Linked DNA regions of Triticum aestivum: region 1 is linked to region 2. Evidence: chromatin contacts called from public HiCAR-type data. All regions are on one chromosome and are shown on one strand. The core of a region is the stretch at or near the end of the contact, and the rest is flanking DNA. Distances in the headings are between cores, read along the strand shown.

What was found. HiCAR-type assays count read pairs that join an accessible place to other places.
Region 1: a contact with region 2 is called in a HiCAR-type map of leaf, with 9 times the contacts expected there. The contact joins the promoter of LOC123069022 here to the promoter of LOC123069021 in region 2. A contact is called at or near these places in 3 of 5 Hi-C or Micro-C datasets (leaf and an unstated tissue) and 1 of 1 datasets of contacts at active chromatin or transcription factors (leaf).

The regions. Positions count from the first base shown.
Region 1 is chr3B:139,120,874-139,123,573 of IWGSC CS RefSeq v2.1, forward strand. LOC123069022 (serine/threonine protein phosphatase 2A 57 kDa regulatory subunit B' kappa isoform) reads left to right here and starts at 1,333. Exons shown (of 2, transcript XM_044491751.1): 1 at 1,333-2,700. The coding sequence starts at 1,798.
Region 2 is chr3B:138,753,610-138,756,309 of IWGSC CS RefSeq v2.1, forward strand. It overlaps LOC123069021 (auxin-responsive protein IAA1), which reads left to right and starts at 1,313. Exons shown (of 5, transcript XM_044491750.1): 1 at 1,313-1,666; 2 at 1,812-2,032; 3 at 2,131-2,245. The coding sequence starts at 1,476.

The sequences.
Region 1 (2,700 bases), core at 83-2,582, 370 kb after region 2:
CATATGAGAGCTACACAAAAAATAACTAAATCATGATTTCTAGCACATGTACTATTCACTATGAAAGTCCATGATTTTTTTATTGCTCACATCAGAACGTATTTCATGATGAAGTTTTACACACATCTAGGCCCTATTCGGAGTCACTCCAGCTCCTCAAAATACGAGGAGCTACTGAGTATATGTTTCCCAACTCCATGCTATTTAACTCCAGCTCCGAGCGTGGAGTGGTGGAGTGGCGGGTCTTCGAACAGGGCCCTAATATACATCTATAAGTACTTGTGTATTTGTTTCAACATTTAAAAATGATTTTTTGATTTTTTGAAAATTCCAGGCTTCATGGAGCGTGAGAGCCACAAAGCCCCAGTTGAGCAAAAAAGGGAATTGCTGTATTAGTTTTAAAAATTCCCGGCTTCATGGAGTTTGAGAGCCAAAAAGCCCTAGTCGAGCAAAAAAAGGGGGAATTACCTCTAAAAGTTTTAAAAATTTCAGGTTTCATGGAGCCCAAGAGCCAAAAAGCATCGTTGGAATAAAAAAGAGAATTGGCTCTAAAAGTTCTAAGGATCATGATCCTTGTCCTGAAAATATTTTCTGGTTCCTACAAAATCCATGGCAAAACATCTACTGCACGCCGCCGCGAGCTCTTGTATTTTGCTCCCTCTCTCGCTTGTCAAGTTGCTGCCGAAACACAGATGTGGTGTTGCCTCAGAGGGCTTGCGTTAGAGTCGTCGGCACCACATGAGTCACCTACCATGAAACAAGATCTAGAAGCATGCGGTATGTTCTGCAACTCGAAGAAATCCTCGCCTAACCCAACACCTCGACAAGCACTACTAAACCAAAGAACGAAGCTTGTTACAAAAAAAATGTTGACGAGGAGGAAGACGAGTTTGGTCCTGTGGGGGGGTCCTGCTCACTGACGCCCCCAGATGATTATATATTATGCATTGTCTCCATAATGATACGTTATTATTTCTTTCAAAAAGACGCCATGCTCTCTTCATGATTAATTAATCTTAGTGATTTTTATCATTTAATATAGAGAAAAAAAATGAACTGCCGAATGACAAGACATTTCTCGACCGTTGCACCTGATCTCCTATCATCCAACATCGCTATCATCGTCTGTGCAAGGAGAAGAAATTACCAGGAGGAAAGAACCGCTCGACAATCCAACGGCTGCCGTACCACGATCCCCCTGATCGGACGGCCCAGATGAACCGAACCGTCCATGCATCGCCACTGCGACGTTCTCTCCCTCACTCGCACTGTCGTCCTCCAGTGTGTCTGTGTACCACCGCCCCCTCCAAAACGCCAAAAAAATTCCTCACTTCTGCGCCCTTTCCCCCCTCCCCTCCCCTCCCTCCTCCCGAGATCCCATCCATGGCCGCCTCCCGCCCCCGGATCTGGCCCTGAGGCCGCCATTGCTGGATCCGCCTCCCCCCTCCGCGCCGTCGCGTTCCTGGCTCCTCCGCGCACCCCGCTGATTGAGGCGGCCTGTCCTTTCCCCCCCTTTTTCTGGCGGTGCGCTCATTCGTCGGTTCTTGATCCGTCGCATTTGCGCCGGTGAGCTGCCCGAGAGCAAGGAATTCACCCTGAGATCTCCGGTTGCTGTTGCCGTCGAAGTCCCCCCCTCCCTGCCATTGCAATCTCCTGTTGCTGTCGCAAGGTGCGTCTTTTACATAAAATTTCTGCGAGGAATTTCACGGCTGATTCTCGGGAGGACGGATTCCTCGCAATGGTTCTTTGATTGGGGGAGAATTTGATGTGGTGTTGGTGCCGCCGTATTCTGCCGCCATGTGGAAGCAATTTATCGGCAAGCTCTCGTGGAAATCGCTGAAATCTGGCCCTGGCGGCGGAGGAGGAGGGGGCTCGCCCACGGCGAAGTCCAATCCCATGTCTCCCAGGGAGAATGGGGCATTCGGGAAGCCCCCCGCCTCGCCCAGGTCCCCCTCGGGGGCCGCCGGAGCCGAGGGGAGGTCCAGGGAGGACGCCTTCATCGAGAAGGTGACCATTTGCTGCACGGTGTACGACTTCACCGACCGGGGCAAGGACTCGCCGGAGAAGGAGAGGAAGCGGCAGGTCCTCATGTCCCTCGTCGACTCAATTGGCGCCGCCGAGGAGCCCCTCACGGAGGCGATGATGTCGGCGTGCGTGCGCATGTTCGCTGTGAACCTCTTCAGGGTCTTCCCGCCCAAGGTCCGATCAGGCACCACCACGTCGGAGACAGAGGAGGACGAGCCCTTCTTTGACCCCTCTTGGTACCACCTGCAAGTTGTGTATGAATTGCTTCTGCGGTTTGTGACCTCGCCATTTGTTGACCCCAAGGTAGCTAGGAAGTATGTGGACAGTTCGTTCATCTCCAAGCTGCTTGACCTGTTTGATTCTGATGATCCCAGAGAGAGGGACTGTTTGAAGACGGTGTTGCACAGGATATATGGAAAATTCATGGGAAACCGACCGTTCATCCGTAAGGCCGTGAGCAATATCTTCTATAGGTTTGTCTCCGAGGCCGACCATCACAATGGGATATCGGAGCTGTTGGAGGTGTTTGGCAGCGTAATAAGTGGGTTTGCAAAGCCATTGAAGGAGGAGCATAAGTTGTTCCTATGGAAAGCGTTGATCCCACTTCACAAGCCTAAGACAGTGGGTGTATATCTGCCGCAGCTGACCTACTGCATAACACAATTTATAGAGAAG
Region 2 (2,700 bases), core at 63-2,562:
TATCATTTAAGAGTCTCATTTGTTTATTGCAGCACGACTCCCCTCCTCCGAGATAGAAAAGACGATTTGGTAGCGAAATCCTTGATCTTCTAAAGGGCAAGTAATGAGCTTGATCTTGCAACAACCTTACATCAAAGATGAAGGAGAGATGCGGTGCTCTCTTTTGACACGCCTCTCCATACGAGACTAGTTAAGAGTTACTATGGGAAGTACTCCCTCCGTCTCAAAATTCTTGTCTTAGATTTGACTAGATTCGGATGTATCTAATACTAAAATGTGACTTGATACATCCGTATTTCGACAAATCTAAGACAAGAATTTTGGGACGGAGGGAGTATATACATCTCGAGTAGAGAACTAGGGATGCTCGTAGGCGAGTGGATAATCTCGGTCCTCAAATGAGAAGGCTAATTATCAATTTTTGTCACTATTCTTTCAATGGTACACTGCGCACGCGCACCATAGAGCGTAGAGGTCCGGGGTGCGTGCATGCATGTGATCCAATTTTTTGCACAGATTGCCGGACAATGTTTTTTCGTAATTGAGAATGTAAAAATTATGCATACTTGTTCCTTTTTTTTATTGCGATTGGGGATGTCATCCGGCGCGCTCTATGTGATCATAGACTTTGAATTCAAATTGACGGACATTGGATGGTTGGCTCGTGGGTGCATGCCTGTGATCGGCTACAGCGCATGTTGTGTTTCTAGAAATAAAATCTTGGAACCATGTATCACCATTGGGCATTGGACAAACCAATCAAAACAAGGTGGCGTGTCACCCGGGAACAAAGCTCCCGCGCAAGATTTGGTTCCATCGGTGCGACCCACCGGCAGCACGGATCCATGTTGGCTGAGGCCGATGGCGCAACCGTACGTACGTGCGCCGATGATATGATGCCCAACAGTTCCGTCCTCGAGCGACGCCTCCCGCGCCGTCCGCTGGCGATCGCGCGGCCGGCCGGCCGTGCAGCGCAAGGCACGGCGGGCCCCGCCGCTCGCCGCATCCGCGGGCCGCTGCAGGGCGCCCAACCGGCAGCCCGGGCCCACCCGCTCGCGCGGCCCGCCGTGCCGCCACTGTTCCGCTTTCCGTTCCGTTTCGGGAAAGCCGACCCCTGCCCGTTTTGCGCCTCGCACCTCGCGCTTCTCCGTTATCGCGGCTCCGTCCCACTGGAGCAAGGGAGCAGGGGTGTGAGTGGAAATATGGCGCGGTGCGTGCGTCGGTGCGTAAAGCTGGGCCGGGGCAGTGACCGTTGACCGCCGGTGACCGGTGGCAGGCACTGCCCGCCCGCCTGGTCTGTCTATAACCAACCTGCCGCCTCCCCGGACCGCACAAAGCTGGACCAGACCAGAGGCAGGCAGCATTCGCAGCAGCAGAAGAAGACGACGCAGCCGCCACCGCCACCGCCACCACCGCCGACGCGCGCAGAGCTCGACACTCGAGAGAGGCTGACGAGGGCGACGACGCCGGTGGCCATGTCGGCGGAGACGGAGCGGAGCTCCACGGAGTCGTCCGCGGCGTCCGGGCTCGACTTCGAGGACACCGCGCTCACGCTCACCCTGCGCCTCCCCGGCGACCCCGACCGCAAGCGCGGCGCCTCCTCCTCCTCCTCCTGCTCCCTCGCCGACCGCTCCTCCCTCCTCGCCGAGGCTCCGCCGGCCCCCAAGTACGCGCCACCCTCCCTCCCCCCCCCCTGTTGTCGTCTGCTCCCCGTAAAAAAAAGGCTTTCTTTCTTGCGGCGAACTGCGTGGGAGTTCGTTGGGTTGGGATTGACCTGACCCGGGGTTTCCGCTGTTTGTTTGGCTCACCAGGGAGCGGGTGGTTGGCTGGCCGCCGGTGAGGTCGTTCCGCAAGAACGCGCTCGAGAACGTCGCCGCCGGGTCCACCAGGGCGGCCGCCGCGCCGGCCAAGTTCGTCAAGGTGGCCGTCGATGGCGCGCCCTACCTGCGCAAGGTGAACCTGCGGGACTACGCCGGCTACGACCAGCTCCTCCGCGCGCTCCAGGGCAAGTTCTGCTCCCACTTCACCATCAGTGAGTACCTTAATCGACCCCTCCTCGCCTCCGGCCCCTGCTCATGCTTGCCGGCTTCATGTTCTCAACTGAACTGACGATGTGCTGGGTGTGCGCAGGGAAGTTCGCCAACGACGAGATGAAGCTGGTGGACGCGGTGAACGGGACGGAGTACGTGCCCACCTACGAGGACAAGGACGGCGACTGGATGCTCGTCGGCGACGTCCCCTGGAAGTGAGCTTCTTGCGCCACCCTCCCCTGATTTCCCCTTGATTTGTTATCTTTACCAGCTTTTGCTATGTGCTTGGATGATTGTGTCCTGTTGCTGCTATGTGCTTGGATGATTGTTTGGACTGGGTTAATTTGTCTGTCAGGCTCTTGGACTGATCAAATTGGATATCATTGATCTGGGTGAATTGACCAAATCCTCTAGTACTTTTACAAGTGATTTTTGTTAAGATTAGATTGCTTGATTGAGATCTGCAACGGACATGGTTGTGATGAACTGATGCTTTACGATTTGGTTACGAAACACCAAGGTTGCTTTGCTTGTGGTTTAGAGCAAGAGATTGATTTTTCATACATAATAATTAGATCCCCGGTAGATGTTGTTGGTTGTTAGCACACAGTGCATTGCGTGGGTCTGTACCATGAGATTTGAACAGATTAATTGCTTCGCTGATTCCGTC